Linked DNA regions of Mus musculus: all the other regions are linked to region 3. A link is a contact called in public Hi-C data. All regions are on one chromosome and are shown on one strand. The core of a region is the stretch at or near the end of the contact, and the rest is flanking DNA. Distances in the headings are between cores, read along the strand shown. Region 1 has its middle 41 kb from the start of Runx1. Region 2 has its middle 85 kb from the start of Gm41499. Region 3 has its middle 23 kb from the start of Gm30224.

Region 1 (2,977 bases), core at 240-2,739, 290 kb before region 3:
TGCTTGATTTTGTTTCTTAGAGGTCTCCCCCCCCCCGCCCCTGCCCCCAAGGAATAGAGACAGAGAACATAAAGTTGGGTGTATTGGAAGGTGAGGATGATCCGGGAGGATTTGAAGAAGGGGAAACATAATCAAAATATAATTGTATGAAAAATAACACATTAAAAAATACAGTAAGAAGCAACAGAGTGGTGGTAGGCACAGCCACTACGAGAACATGGCAGAGAGGAAGAAAGGAAAGGGGCTGACGAGAGGAAGCCTGCTCAGAAAAAAGGAACATGATAGAGACAGGCTTCCTGGAAGCCTAGAGTGGGGAATTATAAATAGACAAGGCAAGATGATAAAAAACATGACCAGTGTGCAAGGAAGCTTGAAGTGGTCCCTTCCAGGAGGTAAATGTGAGAATGAAGACAAAGTTCTGGTAAGTCTGCAATGTGCAAGGATGAAGGTGCTCCTGTGACCACGCATGCCTGGACTGGAGGAGGCCACAGTCAAGGGCAAAGAAGGTTATCAAAGCTAGACCAACTCTCTCAGAGCAGAATACCTAGACTGGCTTCCTGGTTGCATAGCCCATAGCTGTTTCTTCATGCCCTGGTTTTAGCTGTCGACTTAACATAGACTAGAGTCACCTGAGAAGGGGGTCTTAACTGATAGATCAGCAAGATTAAATTAGCCTATCAGACAGAATTGGCCTATGGGAATATCTGGAAGGCATGTGTGGTCTTGATTGTCAGTTGACGTATGAGGGCCCAGTCCACAGCGGACAGGTGGTCTTGGGGTGTATAAGAGAGCTGTCTAAGAAGGCTAGAGAGGTGGTGATATGGCTCAGTGGTTAAGGGCACTTGCTGCTCTTGCAGAAGACCTGAGTTCAGTTCCCAGCACCAATATGGTGGTTCACAACCATCTGTAATTCTAGTTCTGGGGACTCTGATGCCCTCTTCTGGCCTCCCTGGGGTGCGAGGCAGACGAGTTATTCAGACTCAGGTCAGGCACAAACACTTACACACGTAAAATGAAAATTAGATCAGAAAGAAGAGAAAAAGAAAGCAGAGCATGAGCCATGAGTTCCTCCAGGCTTCCTGTCGTAGCCTCTGAGGCTGGGGAGAGCTCCCCAGTCAGGCTAGTTAATCCACATAGACTCAGCTGACACCCTTCAGTGACAGACAGTGCCCTGAAAGAGTAAATAAACCCTTAACTTCCTGAAGTGCCCTTAGTCAGGGGGTCTCATCAGAGCAACAGCAATCGAACTAGAACACCTCCCAATCTTGTGTTCCAGACATTGAACAGAGTTCTCTTTGTTCTCAAAGTAGGTCAGTCCTGTTCTCAACACAAATGTCTGAACCAGCTGTGGGGGTCCTACTTGTCCTCACTGATCGTCTTTGAGAGACAGGAACATAATTAGGTCTCCACACTGAGAGGAAGAGGGAAGCAGAACGGGATTCGCTTTCTAAATCAAAAGACAACAACATCTGCATCAGCTCCTTCCTTCCTGTTTGTGGTGCTGAGAGGAGAACGCCTTGTGGGGGTTACGTCAGCCATCTTGTGATCATGAGGTGATAAATATGAAGTTTTGTTTTCCTGTCCAACTGGTCAAAGACCACAGAGAGGAAGAATAGAAAAGGCTTGGGTCCCTGATGACAGAAGCCATCTGCTGCACCAGAGGTGAAACCATCCACCCCCGCTCTTGAAGGATGACAAAGAGGATGACATAGTTCCCACACTGCTTGAGCCATGATGCTTTCTGCTTGTTGGCATCGGTTCACCAATCCACGTGGCAGCACCAGTGCAAAGACCCTTAGGTCCCACAGCAGAACCTGACCATGACCTTTACAGCTGTGTCTACAGCCCTCACCCTTGAGGCTCAACAGTGAATCAGAAAGAATATAGGAGTTAGCAATGGTGAAAAGAAGGGAAACCTACTCTGGGCTCAGGGGAGAATTTTTTTCTCCCGTGTGGACTACCAAGGGCATGGCCAGTAGCAGAGGCAGGCAGGATGATCAATTATCTCTGGGATGTGGAAGAAATATGTGTGATTGTGAGTGCCAGAACATAGAGGATTTGATATCTAGGGAGGAAGGTCTGACTTGTCAAAGGATATTTCAAATTTGTAGAGAATACACCTGAAGTATTTTAAAATTCAACACAGATCATCCCAACTCCCTCATCTTGGGAGGAGCACAGGTGGTTTGCAGGTACATCATCCTTGTAGGATCTGAACAGGGGGCTCGGAGAGAAGCTGAGATCTGTACATCCATTGTGACCACTGACAATTGGCCTCAGAGAACGCCAAGGGGATGGAGTCTCTGGTCTCTCTTGGTGCCACTGAGTTTGGATAATGAGCTGGTCTCTTCCTCCTCCTCTTCCTTCTCCCCCATCTTCCTCCACTTCCCATGTTCTTCCTCCTCCTCCATCTCTTCTTCTTATCTTTCCCATGCTCCCCATGCTCTCCCTCCTCCTCCTCATGCTCCTCCATTTCCCATACTCTCTCTCCTCCTCCTCCTCTTCCTCCTCCTCCCCATGCTCCTCCATTTCCCATACTCTCACCCCTCCTCCTCTTTCTCCTCCTCCCCATGCTCCTCCATTTCCCATACTCTCACCCCTCCTCCTCTTTCTCCTCCTCCCCATGCTCCCCCACTTCCCATACTCTCTTTCTCCCTCCTCCTCCCCATGCTCCTCCATTTCCTATGCTCTCCCTCCTCCTCCTCTCCCTCCTCCCCCTATGCTCCTCCACTTCACATGCTCCTCCACTTCCCATGCTGTCTTTCTTCCTCCTCCTCCCCATGCTCCTCCACTTCCCCATGCTCCTCCAGTTCCCATACTCTCTCTCCTCCTCCTCCTCTTCCTCCTCCTCCCCATGCTCCTCCATTTCCCATACTCTCTCTCCTCCTCCTCCTCTTCCTCCTCCTCCCCATGCTCCTCCATTTCCCATACTCTCGCCCCTCCTCCTCTTTCTCCTCCTCCCCATGCTCCTCCACTT
Region 2 (3,152 bases), core at 203-2,702, 470 kb before region 3:
CTCAGATAGAAACATTGGGGTCGCACCTTGACCTGCACTGCTGCTGAGCTGGCCTTATTTGTTAAACCGATCCGGAGCTGTAAATATAATATCACGAGACTCCAGGTTGGGAGAAAGTGAAAGACAATAGAAGCCAAATCCTAAAGAAAGCTGCTTGTCTGGGGTTGATGGAGGAGCTTGGGGCCAGTGTCTGGCAAGCTGACAGTCAGTGCCTAAAAAGAAAACAAAGAAAAGAAAACAAATTTTAAAAACACGGCCTCAGCCGTTTTACCACACAATAATTGCACACAAGGAAACTTACTCCTGGCACCTGGCCGGGAAGGTAATTACTCGGCTTCTCTTCTCCAGGGAGCATAATAGCTGCATTGTTTGACTGGTGAGGGGTTCAGGAGGAGCTACAGAAGAGGAACAAGGCTGGGGGAGAGCCTGGGAAGGGAAGGTGTGGCCTTTGATGTGTTTCCAGCCCCAGGTTCAGGGACCTGGGCTGTGAGAAATAGGCATGTCGGAGATCTTTGTCTCCTCACCTGCGAAGGAAGACAGTTGTATGGTTGCCAGCCCTTGCCTTTATCTGCACAGAACCCATTAAATCAACAGCTCAGCTGTCATCAGCTGGGGTTCCAAATCAAAGCACACACTTGGGGTTGACGCGCCTCACTGCAAAGTGCAGGATCAGATCTCCGAGAGCTAAAATAATCCCGAGAGATCCAGGGGCGTGTGGTGGCTTCTCAGTGAGGCTTATCAGACGGTTTCCAAACATGGTCTTCTGGCGCAAGTGAAACCATGCTGAGTGATCTTTGATGTGGGGGATGTCAACAAACTCAAAGGGGGATGTGCTCAAAGGGATGGGTTGCTACAAGCTATAGTGTTCCTCACAGTCTCTTGGGAAGGGGGCACAGGGGGCGGGGCTTATCCTGCCAGGGCCAGCGGGTGTTGACGGAGTCCTAAAGGTGAACCTGGATGGTTAAGAGTCCACCTTGTCTGGGGCAGAGTCATGTGCCTATAACTGTCTAACTATGGTAGGAGTGGCACACAGCATAGACTAAGTAAATGATATGGGAAAGAACTAAGAAAGAGGTTTCTTTGTTTTTCTTGGATTGGGATAGGGGATGATCAGACAAGTTGAAGCCATCATAAATGAACACTGGGGAAGAGGGTGGAGTTTAAGATCTGCCAGAGCAGTAAATGCCGTCGGAGAAAGGCATGGACAACTTTGCTGTCTCTGACTTAAGTGGTCATTCAACTTTGCTCTTTGTATCTTAACAGCAACATACTACATTTTGAGTGTAAAATTTGGGCGACTTCCACATGTTTAAAAAACAAACAAACTTATGACCATTTTATCTGTGGTGCTCAGTCATGGAAGTCAACTGTTAAAGTGAATGTAAGGGTCTAAGCTCACTCTCATTGTGGGCTTCCCCTTTCTGACCAAGCACTGCATCAGATGCTGGAAGTCCTGTAGAGTGGCAGCTATGTATGACGAAACTCTGTTAAGGATGCGGCAGATATCTAGCAGGCCAACTGCTCAAACTTGGTCCTTTCCAGGCAGAGGACACTGAAGGTAGAAGCTTCCAATGGTGAGGCCTCTTGAGTTCCCTCAGGTCCAGTGTGTTTGTGCCTTGTTTTGTCCCATAGGCCAGATGCCCCACCATATTCTAAATTCATCATCTCAGTGAATAAGATCTGCTTCTTAGATGGTTCACATGCACACTGATCAAACGCAAACCTGCCCAGGCCACAGAAGCCCTTATGGCTTTTGTCTTAATTGTTTGATGCTCCTGTACAATTAAGTTCAATAGACACCAGTCCCTGATTGAAAGAGACCTGTAATCAGGCCATTATAATGTAGCTCCACAGTTGATTCTGAAATCTGAATGCAAGCTTTTATCTTCATCCCCTGTGCATTCACACACCCCTCAGGTTTCCTTCTTTGAACTGGCTGCCCCAGCAGGTGGCAGAGTGCAAAGCTCAGATGCTGGGGTCTTTGTGACTCCCCACACAAAGCAACACAATGGGTGAGGTCTACTAGACATGATGCCACAATGCATATGAAGCTGGAATGGTTCCATTGAAAACTCCTTTTACAGTTAACCCTTTTCCTGAGGAAGAGTCCCAGGTAGCCCAGGCTGGCCTTGAATTTGCTATGTCATAGAGAAAAACACAGAACTCCTGCCCTCCTGCCTCTACTTGCCAGATGCTGAGATTATAGGTGTGCAATTGGGAAAATGCTAGATTTGTAAAACAAACAAACTAAAAAGCAATAATAATGATAATAGTAGTAGTAGTAGTAAAATTAAATAAAAAATTTAAAAGCAGGTCTAGTTCAGATGGTCTCATGTCATTCACATGGGTTCTTATAATTAAGAAGCCAATGTGGACTCATTATCCTCAACTAACTTGTGTGTGTGTATGTGTGTGAGTGTGTGTGTGTATCTGTGTCTGTGTGTACGTGCTCATGCATATGGAGTCTATGTTAGATGTCTTTCAAAATCACTCTCCACTTTATTTTTTAAGGTAGCATCTCTCTCCAAACCAGAATCTCACTGATTCAATTAGAGTTCTGGCCAGTAAGCTCCAGGGATCTACCTGTGTCCCCTACACCAATGTTGGGTTTCTAGGCACACCTTCACACCCAGAGTTTACACATGTATTGAGGATCTGAATTGAGGTCCTCACACTTGCATGTATAGGGACCTCCCCTGCAGGCATCTCCTCAGCCCTGACTTTGATTTGTTTCCACTAAATCCTCTTGCTGCTGCAGGACTCAAATTGGATGTTACAGCACATAATTAGCAATACCCACACTTCACACTGCTAAGTGTGATCACCCTCACTTCACACTGCTAGATGATCACCCTCACTTTCACACTGCTAGGTGTGATCACCCTCAGTTTACACTGCTAGGTGTGATCACCCTCACTTCACACTGCTAGGTGTGATCACCCTCAGTTTACACTGCTAGGTGTGATCACCCTCACTTCACACTGCTAAGGTGTGATCACCCTCACTTCACACTGGTAGGTGACAGTCTCTTGTTCATCCCTTGTGTGCTAGTTACTTGCCTTACAGATGTGATAACATATCCAACAAAACCACTTCAACATAGACGGTGTGTTTGAGCTGATGGTTTAAGTGGGGATAAGCCATCATTGCAG
Region 3 (2,995 bases), core at 441-2,940:
GCTCCTGGGAAATTCTCCTGCCTCCACTTTTCATCTTACTGTAGGAGCAGGAGGAGTGCAGATGCTTTCTACCACACCTGGGGCAGCAGGATTATAGACATGTGCTACCACACCTGAAGCAGCAGGATTGCAGATGCATGCTACCACACCTGGAGCAGCAGGATTGCAGATGCATGCTACCACACCTGGAGCAGCAGGATTGCAGATGCATGCTACCACATCTGGAGCAGCAGGATTGCAGATGCATGCTACCACACCTGGAGCAGCAGGATTGCAGATGCATGCTACCACACCTGGAGCAGCAGGATTGCAGATGCATGCTACCACACCTGGAGCAGCAGGATTGCAGATGCATGCTACCACACCTGGGGCAGCAGGATTGCAGATGCATGCTACCACACCTGGGTTCTTGGGATTCCAACTCAAGCCCTTATGTGTACATCGTAAGTACTTTATCCACTGAGACATCTCTCCAGCCCATGATGCTGTTTCTTTACTGCGAGTTTCTGTGGACTGACATGTTGATGTGGATACTCCCAAAAGAATGTAGACGTGATTTGAGGGTTAGTTTAAGGGAGGTGTCTAGCAGGGAGGAAACAATGAGAACATCTGAGGGACCACTGAAGGCAAGGACCCTGGGATGCAGAGGGTGACAGGAGACAGACAATGGGGGGCTGCCAGTCCACTACAAGGAAGAAAGGCAGCCACATGAGGCTTAAAGAATCAGAGAACAGAACACCCCACAGGTAGCATCCTGGGCCCAGGGCAGGAATGTGGTGGCCCCTTTCTTGGTGACAGACAAGTACCAACTCCTTCTGAAGGGATGGGACAGGAGTGTGTACAAGCATGACAAGCTACCTATAGGGTCAAGGAATTTATAATCACACACTTACTTGAACTAAAATTCTGACATTTGGGGGTGGGGGATGTGATGACTAGAAGATGCATTTTCTGCAAACCTCCTTAAGATAGCTCTCCCAACATTCATGTATATGTACGTGTGTCAGCAAACATGGTTGTTTTTTTTTTTTTTCATTTTTCCCCAACTATCACTATTCTGTGACTATGGCCTTATTTGGATAGGTGTGAGTAATTTAAGGATCATAGGATGAGATCACACTGTATTTATGGTGGATCCTAAGACCAGTGACTAATGTCCTAAAAAGAGGAGGAGATCTGACCCACCAGAGAGATGACAGGAAGACAGAAGCAGAGACAGAGCGATATGTCTCCGAGCCACAGGACCCCAGCAGATTCCAGTTGTCACTGAGGGCCAGGAAAGCTGTTTAGTGTAGATTTAGCCTTTGAAAGAGACCGGACCACGTGACCATCAGATGACAGCTGATTCCAGACATCTGGCCTCTGACCTCCAGAACTATGGGGAGATGACTTCCTGTTGCTTTAAGTTACCCAATTTGTGGTAGTTTGTTGCAGCAGCTGTAGCAAACTTACCCAGTGAGAATAGTAAAGTAGTTCAAAGGAAGGCTGAGGATGGGGAGTCAGGATCAAGCCAGTGGCCTGCCTGGGTATACCCACTTCTCCCAGTGAGAAAGAAAGGAAAGAGCAGAGGAGAAATGAGGGAGAAGGAGAAGGGAGGAGGGAAGCTGGGAGAAAGAGGGAAGTAGGGACAGGAAGGGAAAGGAGACATGCCAAACATCACAACACTGGAGAATTGACCTTGGCCAGAGCTATGTGACTTCAATGGTTTGCGTGGCTGACTCCTCATTCTCTTAGCAGCAAATGGCTAGCTAGGACTGAGTCCAGACCCAGCCTGCCTGGGTTTGAACCCTAAGGCTTTGGAACATCTGGTCTACCTGTGATTCAGTGTCATCATCTGCAAAACTGAAATGCCAATGACTCCTCCTGCCCTGGGTGGATTTGAGGATCATAAGGTCTCCTTGTATGCATTACAAATGATGTGTGTGAAATGAACAGAGCCATGGTGGCAACAGAAATCTTATTGTCCCTGCAGGGGCTCAAGAAACATCATGAAAGAGTGTATAGAAAGAATGTAGAAGCTGGATGACGGAGTGGAGGCCTATGCAGTGGTGTGGGGAGGCCTGTGCAGTGGTGTGGGGAGGCCTGTGCAGTGGTGTGGGGAGTGCTATGCAGTGCTGTGGGGAGTGCTATGCAGTGCTGTGGGGAGTGCTATGCAGTGCTGTGGGGAGTGCTATGCAGTGCTGTGGGGAGTGCTATGCAGTGCTGTGGGGAGTGCTATGCAGTGCTGTGGGGAGTGCTATGCAGTGCTGTTGGGAGGCCTGTGCAGTGCTATCTTCTGGTGTGTCATGGCTGCAGCACTCGTGAGCTTGCAGCAGCTGCAGTGCCTGCATAGGTTCTGCATAAGACTGAACCATTAGACACTCAGTCACAGGAGGGGAGGGGCCTCTGGGGCTCAGCCCAGCCAGGCCCTGGGGTAGCTGGTAGAACAGAAACCCTTGTTTTCAATACTGTCTTCAGAGTGAGTCCCTCACACCCCAAGAGACAACATGACACCTGTGCCCATGCCCATGCAGGTAGCCCCTTATTAAACCAAGTGGGTCACAACTTAAAATAAGAACAGGACCAAAGTAAGGGTAAGAGGCTGGTGCAGAGCAGAGCCGGGTGGTGGTGGTGCATGCCTTTAATCCCAGCACTTGGGAGTGATTGTAGACCAGCACCTTGTCTACAAAGTGAGTTCCAGGACAGCCAGGGCTACACAGAGAAACCCTGTCTCGAAAAACCAAAAAAAAAAAAAAAAAAAAAAAAAAAGGCTGGTGCAAGGAGAGGTGTGTGTGTGTGTGTGTGTGTGTGTGTGTGTATTTGGAGAAAGAGAGAGAGAGAGTATAAGTGACCTGAATGTATCATATGCATATACAAACCTGTCAGATAAAGTAGGTTATTGTTAAGTGGGCTACAAGGAAGATGGTGGGTGATGAAACGATTAACCACAGCCTCAGTCCCAATGTGAGTGTAGCCCAGCAGATACAGAACTAACCTGGTGAAGCCTTCCAGACCC

The links. A called contact is a pair of places that touch in the nucleus more often than the background predicts.
Region 1: a Hi-C map of bone marrow-derived macrophages shows a contact between it and region 3, with 3 times the contacts expected there. The contact joins two enhancer-like sites. A contact is called at or near these places in 2 of 484 Hi-C or Micro-C datasets (bone marrow-derived macrophages and liver) and 1 of 9 other capture datasets (embryonic stem cells).
Region 2: a contact with region 3 is called in a Hi-C map of bone marrow-derived macrophages, with 18 read pairs. The contact joins two enhancer-like sites. A contact is called at or near these places in 2 of 484 Hi-C or Micro-C datasets (CD4 T cells and bone marrow-derived macrophages) and 2 of 115 datasets of contacts at active chromatin or transcription factors (bone marrow-derived macrophages and embryonic stem cells).

Annotation. Positions count from the first base shown.
Region 1 is chr16:92,866,058-92,869,034 of GRCm38.p6, reverse strand. No RefSeq gene overlaps it. Among named protein-coding and RNA genes, the nearest start is that of Runx1, 41 kb to the right of the region's middle. Within about 2 kb of position 1,489, at least 86 of the 459 cell types and tissues checked have an H3K27ac peak or open chromatin away from gene starts, as enhancers often do. A contact at or near this core is called in bone marrow-derived macrophages, where this site is marked.
Region 2 is chr16:93,040,376-93,043,527 of GRCm38.p6, reverse strand. No RefSeq gene overlaps it. Among named protein-coding and RNA genes, the nearest start is that of Gm41499, 85 kb to the right of the region's middle. Within about 2 kb of position 1,452, at least 32 of the 459 cell types and tissues checked have an H3K27ac peak or open chromatin away from gene starts, as enhancers often do. A contact at or near this core is called in bone marrow-derived macrophages, where this site is marked.
Region 3 is chr16:92,571,761-92,574,755 of GRCm38.p6, reverse strand. No RefSeq gene overlaps it. Among named protein-coding and RNA genes, the nearest start is that of Gm30224, 23 kb to the left of the region's middle. Within about 2 kb of position 1,690, at least 45 of the 459 cell types and tissues checked have an H3K27ac peak or open chromatin away from gene starts, as enhancers often do. A contact at or near this core is called in bone marrow-derived macrophages, where this site is marked.